Regions from separate parts of the Mus musculus genome. Here region 2 is linked to region 1. Evidence: chromatin contacts called from public capture Hi-C data. All regions are on one chromosome and are shown on one strand. The core of a region is the stretch at or near the end of the contact, and the rest is flanking DNA. Distances in the headings are between cores, read along the strand shown. Region 1 overlaps Mybpc1 (myosin binding protein C, slow-type). Region 2 has its middle 20 kb from the start of Gm4925.

Region 1 (6,668 bases), core at 1,201-3,700:
GATGGGCACTTTTACCTTATATATGTTTGCATCATCATTTTTTTTGCGTGAAGATTTATTTGAGTAATGAAGAATATGGTTTAAATTTCACAATGATTGTTTTCTGATTACAATAAGAATCTTTTCTTTCCTGAACACAGGTCAAAGCTTGTTAATTGTGTATTTGTTTCCTACACATTAGCAACATCTTCCTTTCTTTCAGTACACTGGCTTCCCTTCAGATAACTTGAACTTGCTCTCTTGTAAATGAACCCACAGTGTTAGCACATTGCACTTCGTCCTGACCTTCAGGAGTGCCCACGGACAGTACCACGGATGTTAATCCTGGCTACCTGGCCATAGTTCAAGGCTATTTTCTTACAGAATGCAGACAGTGCAAACTCCTGGAAATCTTTCCATGATATGTGTTCAAGGCGATTTGAACATCCTGGCTGAAGTTACTGTAACATTATTCTCAACAAGACCAACGGAGTATACCTCTGCTTCCTAATTTGGAAAGGTGCTTGGACCAACCTGTAAGGCTGAACCAACAGAGCAGATGACGTAATGCCAGATGGGCAAGCTGTCATGGTTTAAACAAAGCCTGGGCTTGAGCTTCAATCTGCAAAGCTCATCCTACTCTATTTGTATGCTTAAATACATTTTCTATAAACTAAAAGCAACCAGTCGCCAGACACTCCCTTACAGAAAACGAGTGTAATAAAAGAATAAGTCCAGATGATGGAATCTCTTCATTTTGTAGCACTTTTTCCTTCTTCTTATGTTTATAGAAGTTGAAGGTATGACTACCTACAGTCATATGCCCAGGTTCATAAACTGCCTGCTTTGTTTTTATTTTTGTTTTTGTTTTTAAAGAGTTACTCGTCATACTTGGCAAGCAAGTTGGTTTCCTATAAAAAGTAGTACCCATGCTTAAATAAGAAAGCCAAGGTAATCGCTTGATTTTATTCTCCATCTTCTTTGACTACCGCCCATTTGCATCCAGGACAAGGGAGATTTCAAAGAAAATACTGAGCAATAAGAAAGGAACAGCTTGTAGGCTAAGTAGAATTGCCAGCAGCACACCTCCCTCCAATGTTACCTAGCACGTCTTCTTCTGCTTGCTCCATCCTACTCTTGGTCTTTAAAAATTTTTTTTTAAACTATCCAACTAAGGTTTCAGTCCTTTGACAACTCGCCCCTGACCATCTGGCTCATTTCCACCCTTCTGTCTCCCTCCTGATTTTTCTTGGACCCATTGCCTCCGCCATTTACGGCTGTCTCTAGTTAGTCATGTATTAATGTTTGACCCCTTTCCCTAACCAGCTGCTTGCTTTTCCATGGTCAGGCACGGTGTCTTAACACCTCTTTGGTCTCCTCATCTCCATTCCCAGTGGCATCTGTCACAGAGGCTCACATGACAACCTCCCAATAAGTACTTGCAGAGTGAATCAACAGTTGAATTTCCATACTGGCTCACCCACTGACCATACCAACACTGTCGATTTAGATAAAGTTTTATTCCTATTTCTCACTTTCTGGGCAAGCTGCATACATACAGTTGGTGAGGGTAATATAGAACAACTTGCTTGAAACTTCCAAAAATGGAAATTAGTTCTGAACTTACCCTGCTATCTTTTATTACTATGTCCTCTCATCCTCTGAACAGTTAAAATATATTTGATAAATAAGTTCTAAGTCTATCCCTTTTAACAATATTTTGCTGCCCTAGAGAGATGGTTCAGTGAGTAATATTGGCCTTCTAAGGGGACCCAGGTTATCTGTAATCGTAGTCCTAGGGCTATAACAACTTCTTCTGGCCTCTACAGGCACAGCTTACACAAGGTTCAGGCATACCCTCCATACAGATAACACTGAAAACAAAGGAAAAAATGTTAAAAGATTAATTTTGACTGAATTATTCTGGGACAACTTCAAATTTTTCTGAGAAAAAAAAATACTTTTTTTTGTAGCCAAGGAGAGTTGCTTGGTTTTCATATTAACCTTATAATTGGGGTGTTAGCTATATCTGCCAACTTCTTCAAACATATTAGGAGATTCTGAATTAGTCACAGTGGTGCACACCTATAAACCTAGCACTTGAGGCGTTGAAGTAGGAAACCTGGGTTCCAGGCCAGCCAGGGCTAAGAAGTAAGACCCTATCTCCAAAAATAATGTTTTAAATATCCTATTAGTTCAGTTTGTGTGTGTGTGTTTGTGTGTGTATGTAACACACATAGACACACATATAAAACAGAAAGCTTGGTTAAAATAATTACTGTTCCTTTTGGTTTCTTTCCAGAAAAATGCTTGCCTTTTGTCGTTGCTATAAAGAAAATAAAAATGTATTTACCTTTCCCAGGAATTAACATTAAGCTGTCAAAAAATAAATCTCTCGAATAACTTAAGCAGAAGTCTCTCCTCCTGGCACGATTGTGACTGGCACATGACTGGCACATGAGGAAATGAGTCAGCAGATATTCCGAGTTGCTCTCCTGACAGATGCAATGTCTTTAAGGAACCATTAACTCATTTTCTTCATTTAGGTTCCTTTATGCCTACAATAACAACACCCTGGTGCTTTTTACTCACTTGTTTAAATGTATTTAAGCAATTTACCTTTAGATATTGTTTTAGTATCTGTTTAATTGCTGTAAAGAGACACCATGACTGAAGAGACACAGCAACCCTTATAAAGAAAACCATTTAATTAGGGCTGGCTTACAGTTTCAGAGGTTTAGTCTATTATCATCACGGCAGGGAAACTTGGCATCTCGCAAGCAGACACAGTGCTGGAGGAGCTGAGAGTTCTACATCTTGATCCGCAGGCAGCTGAAGGAGACTGTGTACCACACTGGGGATAGCTTGAACATATGAGACTTCAAAGTCCACCCCCACACTGACATGCTTCCTCCAGCAAGGCCACACCTACTCCAGCAAGGCCATGCCTCCTAATAATGCCACTCCCTGTGGACCAAGCATTCCTATTCAAACTACCATAGGCATCTAATATCATAGTTTCACGGTAATGGACTTTGTTAAGAAACTAGCATCATTGTATTTTTTCCAATTCTAAAACAACTATTAGAAAATATAACATTGACCTAATAGGTTTGGAGGGGGAAAAACTTATTAAATATACATATTTGTGATAAGATGAATACTGATTTGTTTTGTAAGCATCAAAATGTAAAGGCATATGATGTTTTAAACAGTATAAGTTAATCAAATGACTCAAAATATCATGAATTAATGTTAGCTGGTATTGCTGTCTTCCAATATTTTATTGTTGCTGTTGTGATTCTGGACATGATTGCCGTACTTGAAACATTCCTGAATTTGCCTAAGTCAGACAAGCTATATCATATGTAGTTGATGTCTGTTATGAACCTTGTATATTTTATATGCTTTCCATCTTCATTCTAAAGCCTCAATCTTTCTTGGAGGTTTACGTTGCCTGTGACTTTTTACATTAACAGGCAATTGACAACCAATGACAGGAAGCCCAGCACAGTGGCACTCACCTTCAAACTCTGCACTTGGGAGGCAAAAGCAAGGTGGATCACTTTGAGTTCAAGGACAGCCTGGTAGAAATAATTGTATGCCCAACAAAGCCTGAAACTATGCCTTCCAGGCTCTGGGATGGCTGTGATTAACAGCAGGATTACACACAACCCGGAGGACTCATGGGCACCTCACTGAGACCCTAGGTTGTGAGGGTGGCTGAATCCTCTCTCTCCTCTGACCTCTTCCTGGGAGACTTCAGTTGGCTAGCCAGCATTGTCATGACTCTACAGCTGCTATTTTCCCATGGTAAAAAAAAAAGGTCTGCTTTGTTAAATTGCCCTTCTGTGCAGCTAGGGGACACAGCCTGCTGCCTTTAATGGTAGATAAAATAAAAGTTAAAGTTTTCTTTTTTTTACCCAATTCAGTTAAACTCAATCAGGCCAGCATTTGAGAGTTTAAGGTCAGATTTTCAGCATCCAAGGTCCATCATAGAGATGAGAACTAGTAAGCCTAGCTCTCAGGAGGCCAAAGGAGGAAGATTTCCAGCTAAAGGCTCGTGAGTTCCAGGTCAGCTCTCTATACTTATGGTTCAGAGGTAGCTATCAATGTGCAGTCTTTGGAATGCTAATGAGTATTCCAAGGGAAGAGAATTCCAAAGGGAAATGAGTTTAAGAGGTGCATTGTCTCGTGTCCACTCCTGGTGCGCCTGGACTCACTGAGGGCTTCCACATGTGTGCCAGTGAACAAGCAAAAAACCAACACAATAAAATATAAATGCCCAGTCCAGCATTTTCCAACCCTCTCCGATCACTAAAGTCTTCCACTGAGCAAGACCAAGTTTTATACCCAGGTGAATCTGCTCCCGAGTTTTGAAGTAACAAACACCAGGGTGTCTCTATGACTATGTTGTAATATTTTGTTTAAAGAAATGGTAAGATTTATCCTTGGTTGAAAGTAATGTAGAGCCACTAAAATAGTATTTGTGGTAAATATTTAAGTAGATCACACAAAATCCTACCTTCTCAGTAATTTTTAAACTGCTTGTAGTAAACATTGTGGGTACGTGGATCTTCCGTATACTGTGTATGAGGTCAACTAAGGTCCTCTGAGGCCCTATTTTGAAAAGTGACAATGTATATTATTTATTCAAACCCTAGCCTGCATGCTTTGGGGAGGAAGGGTCAAAGCTTCCAATACTACCAGCTGCCTCTTTAAGCATGCAAAGTATGCATGTTGCTATATAGGTATGTCGGAAAGGGGCACACTTCAGTGTGCCTCTGAGCATTTAAGTACTACACAACATATCTGGGGATTTATAAATTTGCATGAGTAATTTTTGAATCACGTAGTGCTGGAAGGACCAATACCATCTTAGGGAAATGGCTGTGAAGTTATGAAGATGATGATCACTAAACTTAATAAAACTGATTAATTTATATCCATCAACTTGAATTTCGGTTTCTTACATACAGACAGGAAACTCTGGGGTTCACTGGGTGGAAACAGTTCTCAAATAGTCCCTAAAAGCTTGCATGTCAGGGTCTAAATGAATATGATATATGAATAACATCTGCCATTGATTTCATCTATGAAATAAAAAAAAAAACTTGGAAACCCCCTCCATTATTTTCCCACTAACTTACAGTCACAAAAACTCTGGCATAGTTCCATTTAAAAAAAAATCTATGTTTTCATTTGAATTATCTAGCTCTCACACCATTTTTGTATTCTCCTTCTGTTTGGTTTGGGTTTTGCCCACACTCTCAAAGGTTACCAGCAGGTGCGAAGTCTCCCATGGTTCACTCAGCGATTGAAAATGCTCTGTGTAGTCTCTCTCTTCTTTTCCAGACTCTTCTTCCCCAGGTTACGTGGATGAAGTTCTTCTCTCCTTGACTTTTTCCTCCTGTTTCTTGTTTCAGAGGAAGATGAGGCTTCTCCGCCGAGTGCCCTACCTCCAGGTTAGGATGACTCCCCGGCCCAACTTTGAACTCATTAATTCATTGACCTATGGTAGCAGCAAAGACTTGGGGGAGCAAGAGGGGAGACATTGGCTTTAATGATGATTTCCATGTCAATCTCCCGAAAGGGAAGATTTTCTAGCCAGGTGTGGTGGTGCATACCCATGAGCCCAATACTGGGGAGACCAAGGCAGGAGGATCTCAAGGCCAGACCAGCATGGGCTACAGAGTGAGTTCAAGACCAGCCTGAGTCACATCATGGTGACACTGTCAAGAGAGAGAGAGAGAGAGAGAAAGAGAGAGAGAGAGAAAGGAAGGAAGGAAGGAAGGAAGGAAGGAAGGAAGGAAGGAAGGAAAGAAAGAAGGAAAGAAGGAAAGAAGGAAAGAAGGAAAGAAGGAAATTTTGGATATGATCATTTTAGGGATGAAAATGTTTATCATTCATTTTCATCTATATACACCCCTTATTTATATTTTTTAAATTGCATTATTGTCTTAAAGATGGCAGATTCTTAACAGAGTCTTTCACAGTTGGGATTCCACTCAAGCCAACTTGTAGTTTCCTTCCTCTATAACACAAAGAGATAGGGTGTAGGGGTGCCCCCAGAAGGTTGCAGCCACCCCCTTCCCTCCTTCCTCCCCTCTCCTGCATCTTCCAAATCATGTTTTCCTTCCAGGTTTGGGTAGTCGGGCCCTGGAGAGAAAAGATTCAGGTGAGCAAGCACGACTCGACAAGGCACCCGGACCCCGAGCTTACACAAGCACTAATGACTCTTTTCTGGGGCTGTGTTGATTCTAATCCCTGTTTTATTCAGTTTGTAGCGCTTACAGCAACCTTTCTTTACATTTCCCCGGGTAAGAAAACTAATGTGTTGAGAGACAATTAACTTTGCATGATACAAGGCACAACATTCAAGAATCCAGCCACGTATACCACAGACGAATTTGATACATCATAATGTCATTTTTAACATTCAGCAAATAGCCAGAGGTCAGTCTTCCACTACTGAGATGTGGGAAGTTATAATCTACATCTGTGTATAATTGTAAGTATAACCATTATAAACATTTTCAAACACGTGTTATGGGCTGTAGCTATGATTCTAAAGTCATTTGATCATTCATTCATTTAATAATCCGGTCCCATCACTGGCTGCTGAAGAACCCGTCAGTGGCACGGGCACTGCACATATAGAAGTGACACACCAAGAAAGCTTCTTGTCT
Region 2 (7,041 bases), core at 4,082-6,581, 130 kb before region 1:
TTTGTTTTGCTTGCTTGCTTGCTTGCAGGCTTGCTTGGGTAGTTTGCTTTAGGTTCATGTATGTAAGTTGTACGGGTGCTTGTGTGAGGGATTGGGTGGGTGAACATGCATGTGATGTGTTCATATGTATGGAGGTCAGAGGCCAACCTCAAAAGTCATTCCTCAGGAGCCATCTGCCTTGGTTTTTTAAGACCACTGGGACCTGGAGGTCACCTATTAGGCTAAACTAGCTATCCCATTAGCTCCAGGCGCTCTGTGACTCTTCAAAGCACTGAGATCACATGCTTGTGCCACCAGGGTGTGATGTTTAGGTACGAGCTTGCACAGAAAGTACTTTATTGGCTGACTCTTTCCCCCATCCTCTACCTTTCTCTTTGGTTATTTGTTTGTTGGTTGGTTGGTCTATGTAGCCCTGGCTGTTATGGAACGCACTATATAGACTAGGCTGCCCTTGAACTCATAAGAGATTCAACGGTCTCTGCTTCCCAAGGACTAGGATTAAAGAGGTGTGCCACAATGACTGGCGGTCTGGAGATATATATATATATATATATATATATATATATATATTTTTTTTAATCAGGGTCTCACGTGGCCCAGGCTGGCCTTGAACTCCTGATCTTGTTGTCTCCAATTCCAACATAGCATGCACCATCATACCTGGGCCAATTTGCTCTTTTGGATAAATTGTTGCTCTCTATGAATTGAAATTTTATATTGTTTTATTTTAATTTGGTTGAGAGTCTCATGTATCCCAAATTAGCCTTGAACTGGCAATGTAGCTAAGGATGGCATTACACTTGTGACTCTCCTGCTTTGCTCTCCTGGTTCTGGGACTTCAGGTGTGTAGCACCAAATCCATTTTAAATAGTATTCGGGACTGAACCCATGACTTCATGCATGCTATTCAGGCAGGTATTCTATTAAGTAAACTACGTGTGCATGCTTGGGTATGTATGTGGACCACATGGTGGGCCATATACAGAAAGCAGAAGGCGGCATCGGACCCCCGGAACTGGAATTATAGATGATTTTAAACCATCATGAAGGTGCTGATAATCGAACCCAGCCAGGTCTTCTGCCAGAGCAACAAATGCTCTTAAGTGCTGAGCCATCTCTCTAGCACATACGTGGAGGTCACTGGGCTTGGCGAATCATCTAACTGCCTCTCTAATATATAGTGGGTTTTGTTTTCTTTTAGGAGGCAGGGTCTCTCTCTCTCTCTCTCTCTCTCTCTCTCTCTCTCTCTCTGTCTCGTGTCTTAGCTGTTCTGGAACTCACTATGTAAACCAGGCTGGCCTGAAACACACAGCGAGTCACCTGTCTCTACCTCCTAAATGCTGGGGTTAAAGGTGTACTGGCATGGTGGTTTTACCCATGCTAAAGAAACACAAAGTCAAGTTTGAGTGCTTCAGGCAAGAGAAGAAAGGTTGCTTTTTTTTTTTTTTCTTTTTTTGCATAGTCTAGAAGTCTTTGCTACTAGTTTCATAACATCTGATGCCCCAGATAGGATAGGTGTCAAAGAGGAAAGGGGGAGCTAATTGAGCACAAGTTCACATTCATGTGACTTTCCCACGTCGATGCCAGAAAAAAAAAAAAAAAAGCCAACGCATAAGTACAAAATAGCTTTTGGAAAAAAAAAAAAAAAACCCATGACTAAGCAAAACTGGCAATGCCAGGCTAGTTCTTCTTTTTGTAAAGGACTTGAAACTTGCTAACTTACTAGGAGTGCGTTTCTCATGCCTGGGGACCATTTTCACATCCCTCCTTCGCCAGCTTGGTATTTCCTTCCCTATTACTTAAAAGTTTTCTAGATATTCTGAAAGGGGAAACGTTGATGAAGATAGATGCAGGTGACTTAAACATTTCTCAAAGGGTAAGGACAGGAATTTCTTCGTTGGATTTGCTTTGCAGAGAGCAAGGAACTTTGATTATTTACTTAATTTTGTTAATCATGGGGGGTGAAAGTGTTAAATCTGTATTAAAAGTAAATATGAGCTTAATGTTTGTTCAAGTGAATGAATTATCTTTAAGGTTCCTTCATTTTTATTTTATGTGTGTGTGTGTTGCTTGCATGTATATAATGTATATATGCATGTGCTCTCTACCACCCCTGAAGCCAGAAGAAGACATTCGAGCACCTGCAATTGGATTTACAGGTGGTTGTGAAACACCATGTGGGTGCTGGGAACCGAACCTGGGTCCTCACCCAGACCTACCTCTACAGAAGACCAGATGAAACAACTAGCCTCATGGGACTGAACAACTATGAGATTCCATCAATATAGAGAGACATTCCATAAGTTCTGTGACTCTAGAGAATCCTGACTAATCAATCTATCTATCTATCTATCTATCTATCTATCTATCTATCTATCTATCTATCTATCTCATTGGACAGTCTCACTATGGTCTAAAACTTGCTATATAGCCAGATAGTGAATGCCTGTCAGGTGCTGAGATTACAGCCTATACCACCATGACAAAAAAAGATTCAAACACTGTGTTTTAAAAATGTGATGTGGTCCCCAGGGTCTGGACTGTAGCTCAGTAGGAGACCACGTGCCTAGGGTAGGTAAGGTGTCCACTCCTGACACCGCCAAATAAAACACTCCTGGAGAAAGACAATTGTTTGTTTGTTTGTTTGTTTGTTTGTTTTAATCTGGATCTCTCTTGTCCAGGCTAGCCTTGAAAGTAGACATCAACCTGCCCCTGCTCCAGGCCCTGTCCCAGACCCTATCCCTGCCCCTGCCCCTGCCCCTGCCCCTGCCCCAGGCCCTGCCCCAGGCCCTGCCCCAGGCCCTGCCCCTGCCCCTGCCCCTGCCCCTGCCCCTGCCCCTGCCCCTGCCCCTGCCCCTGCCCCTGCCTTCTGAGTATGTAATTAAAGGTGTGCACCACCACAAAGAAAGACAGTTTTGAGTCTTGTGTGTTGTTCGTTTGTTACTCAAAGTTGAAGAGTTTGTGTGCCATGCCAAAATTAAGAGCTAGACAACTTGCTTTTGTGGGAGGTGATAGCAGATTAGGACACCTTGTCTCATTGCTCCACTCTATGGAACAGCTATGGTGTTGTTCTGAAGCCTCATGTGGTAGCATCAGTGCTGGCCCGAGCATCTTCTCCTTGCCTGGAGGCTGACAGATCATCCACATGGGCTTTGCTCGGGTGTTGGCAGAAGATGAATCCAGAGGTGCTACTCAGCACTGTCACTGCATTGCTACCTTTTCTTCAGTCTCCCCCCTATGGCAGCTGCTTGCAATGAGATAAATCTCCCTGAACCAATACAAAGTGTTTGCTTAAATATATTGTAAAGAATAAGAATCAAAACAGTATAGACATTGGGCTCTCATTTATAGTAAAGGAAATACCTACCTGTGAGCATGTTCATAAAATATACCTGAATGGATTCATTTGATTATTAGCAGGAATTAACTCTGAGATGGTGACCTAGCAAAGAAGTCAAAGAAGGACAAGCCCTCATTCTGAGGGTGTTGTTGTTGGAGTGGTTAAGTCACACATTCAAAATAAATAAATAAATAAATAAATAAATAAATTTTATCTCAATTTTTTCTTTATTGTTACATTGTGTGTGTTAGAGTGCATTGTGTCTGTGTATGTGCAGGTGCTGTGTTGTGCATGTGTGCATGCATGTTAATGTGTGTGTATGTGCATCTATGTGGGTGTACCACCTGCCCATATGAGGTCAGAGGACAACTTTTTTTTTTTTTTTTTTTTTGGTTTTTCGAGACAGGGTTTCTTTGTGTCGCCCTGGCTGTCCTGGACTCACTGTGTAGACCAGGCTGGCCTTGAACTCAGAAATCTGCCTGCCTTTGCCTCCCAAGTACTGGGATTACCGGCATGAGCCACCACTCCCCAGTGGTAGAGGACAACTTTTGGGAGGTGGGTTTCTCCTTCTATTTATGGTTTCCAACAATCTTTCTAGGCGATCAGGTTGCTAGGTACTCATTGACTTTAAATTTAGAAGAAAAGAGATAGTCACCCCATCTCTGTTATGTGCTAAGGTTTCTCACTAATCTATCCTATCTATTTATCTATCAAAGGTTTCAGTTCTGCAACATTAGCCACTTAGATGAGTCTACAGTCAAACCACCCTCAACACGCCTGATCTCCACTGGTCTCAGAAGCTAAATCGGGGTCAGGCCTGCTTGATGTTTAGATGCAACAGCACTTGGGAAGACCTGGTGCTGTAGTGAAAACCATAAAATAAAGAACCGACTTGCGGGGCATGGTGGCACATGCCTTTAACCCCAGCACTTGGGAGGCAGAGGCAGGTGGATTTCTGAGTTCGAGGCCAGCCTGGTCTACAGAGTGAATTCCAGGACAGCCAGGACTACACAGAGAAACCCTGTCTCGAAAAACCAAAAAAAAAAAAAAAAAAAAAAAAAACCAATTAACCCCCCCCCAAAAAAACCAAAAAACCAAATCCCCCCCCCCCAAAAAAAAGAAAAAGAAAAAGAACCAACTTAAATGAATATTGTTAGGCTTAAAAAGTAAGCCTGGCCAGGTGTGGTGGTGAATGCCTTTAATCTCAACACTGAAGAGGCAGAGCAATTGAGGATCTCTGTGGATTTGAGGCCAGCCTGGTCTAGAGAGTGAGTTCTAGGACAGCAGGGCTACACAGAGAGACCTCAATCTTAAGAGAAAAAAAAAAATGAATACAAAGAAACAAAAAGAGTAAGTGATGGTTGCCTATAAGAGTCAGAATGAGGCAGATCAGAAACGACAACTTTTGTTGTTGTTGTTGTTGTTGTTTTTTGTCTTTAGTTTTGGTTTTTGAGACAGGTTTTTGCCACCACGCCCAGCTGCTTTACAACTTTAATTGGCTGCTGGGTGTGCTCTGGATTGAGTGGTGGTGACCTTTGGTAACGAAATGGACTTTTTCTGTACGGGGGCAAGATGGCTTAGCAGTTATGTTTCCTCCGTGTTTCATGGTGTGGTCTCTGCCACCTAGCAGCCAGAATTTTGTGCCATGCCTCCCTCTGAACAACAGCTCAAGTCTGAAGTCTCTAACCAAGTTTCTCAATCTTCAGATTTTCCAACCTCTTTTTTTTTTTTTTTAATCATATCCTTCTAGTGAACATAAGACATTTACACTCTATTATCAGGGGAAAGCAGTGCTAAATGATGCCAAGTGGTGGGTTTCTAAAGAAAGATAAATAACATAGGGTTCCAGGAAAAGACTCTCAGCCCCAAGTCTGAGCTTTCAAATTCTACCCCCCAGAGAGCCAAACAAAGGGTCGCCATCTGTCTCCTTAGTCAGTGCAGTTTGCTTACTCATGGCTCGTGATGTTCCTCTGAGAACAATGAGTCAGCAAACTTGCAGAGCTTTAGCAAGAGTGCAGGAGGAGGCTGCCTGAGAACATCAGATTTAAGTGAGCAATATGGAAAGGAGTCACGTGACGTTATTCACTAGCCATTTGCTCAAGTAGGGGGTTTCCCACTCTAAAAAGTACGTGCACAGATAAAGAGAAAAAGAGAACTAAAATAATTAAGATATTTGAGCTAGAAGATACCTTGGTATCTTCAAATACACACCTTTTTTTTTTTTGAGGAAAATGTACATCTGCCTGTTATTTTCTGATGAAGCCCCGTCTACACCACCAAGCCATTGCTTTCCTGACTTCAGGAGCCTTGCCTGGTCTTGCTTGCTACTTACTAGAATAGCATCGAGCACGCAGCCAGTGAATAGTGAACATAGTATGCTATCAACAGAGAGTAAGTAAACACAGAGTCAACACCATATGAATAACTAACAACTGTGTTCCCCACATGTTAGACAGACAGGCTTTAATCAACCAAGGACATGTTAAATTCTACTGCAAGTATAGAGCTCTGAGAGGAAAGGCTTCCCAGTGGAGACTTCCCTAAAGGAAAGGTTACAGCTCTCTGCAGGGGAAGGTTTCCCCAGTGGGAATGTTAGAGGTCTGAGGGAGAAGGTTTCCCCAGTGGTGGGAGTGTTAGAGGTCTGAGGGAGAAGGTTTCCTGGCAGTTCAGAGCCAAAGAATACCACAAAGTTACACCACAGAACAAGAGACTTGTGGCTGTTCATGTTCGAGTGAGAAGCAGCAGAGAACTGAGCAGGAAACAGGTTTATATAGGGTTTCTTTTTCTTTTTAAGATTTATTTATTATCATACATAAGTACGATGTAGCTGTCTTCAGATGCACAAGAAGAGGGCATTAGATCTCATTACGAGTGGTTGTGAGCCACCACGTGGTTGCTGGGATTTGAACTCAGAACCTTCAGAAGAGCAGTCAGTGTCCTTACCCGCTGAGCCATCTTGCCAGCCCTATATAGGGTTTCTTAGGGGCGGAGCTTTCCAGGATTGAAATTTCCAGGGTGGAAATTGGTAGGATTTCAAGTCCTAAGCTTGGGGCAAGCCCAAGCATTGAGGTTGTTCTGAGCCAGGGATTGGTGGGAGTTTGATCTGAGCTCAGAGATTGAATTGGTGTTTGTTTGTTTGTTTGTTTGTTTGTTTGTTTTATAGCTCAGGCATTGGTGGGTTTTTTTAGCTCTGGGATTGGTGGGTTTGGGGTGGGTTTTCAAACCTGGAAGTGAGCTCAGAGCTTTTACCCTACATCTACTACGTACAGTGCATATACATTTCTAAATTTCCGTGACTGCATTAGTCACTTCTAGTGTTGCTGTGGCAAAATAACAGCTGATAGAAAACACCTCAGGAGGTGAAGGATTTCTGGTGGCTCACACTGTAGGAGTAGGAGTCCCTGGCTGCCTGAGCTCAGGAATATGGGCAGAAGCAAGTCAGTGGAGACTATGGGAGAGGTGGTTCCTCACCTCATGAAGGAGGAAGGAGTGGAGAACAGGCTTATAATATTCAATGGCGTACTCTAGTGATCTAGTCTTCCAACTAAAGATCCGTCTCCGTAAGTTTCTACAACTCCCTCAAATAATGTGATCATCTGGTGGTGGTCCAAGTCTCCCACACAAGAGCCTGCAGGGGACATTTCACCTTCAAACCATAATGTTCTGCCTCTGCCCTGCCCCGCAAAAGCTCCTAGGCATCT

What was found. Capture Hi-C pulls out chosen DNA fragments and counts their contacts.
Region 2: a capture Hi-C map of bone marrow-derived macrophages shows a contact between it and region 1, with 2.3 times the contacts expected there. The contact joins two enhancer-like sites. A contact is called at or near these places in 5 of 39 promoter capture datasets (the 3T3-L1 cell line, 3T3-L1-derived adipocytes, hippocampal neurons and 2 more), 1 of 484 Hi-C or Micro-C datasets (beige adipocytes), 5 of 115 datasets of contacts at active chromatin or transcription factors (CD8 T cells, bone marrow-derived macrophages, embryonic stem cells and 1 more) and 1 of 9 other capture datasets (bone marrow-derived macrophages).

Annotation. Positions count from the first base shown.
Region 1 is chr10:88,574,618-88,581,285 of GRCm38.p6, reverse strand. The region is part of intron 3 of Mybpc1 (myosin binding protein C, slow-type); the gene reads left to right. Among named protein-coding and RNA genes, the nearest start is that of Mybpc1, 27 kb to the left of the region's middle. Within about 2 kb of position 2,450, at least 16 of the 459 cell types and tissues checked have an H3K27ac peak or open chromatin away from gene starts, as enhancers often do. A contact at or near this core is called in bone marrow-derived macrophages, where this site is marked.
Region 2 is chr10:88,707,176-88,714,216 of GRCm38.p6, reverse strand. No RefSeq gene overlaps it. Among named protein-coding and RNA genes, the nearest start is that of Gm4925, 20 kb to the left of the region's middle. Within about 2 kb of position 5,331, at least 68 of the 459 cell types and tissues checked have an H3K27ac peak or open chromatin away from gene starts, as enhancers often do. A contact at or near this core is called in bone marrow-derived macrophages, where this site is marked.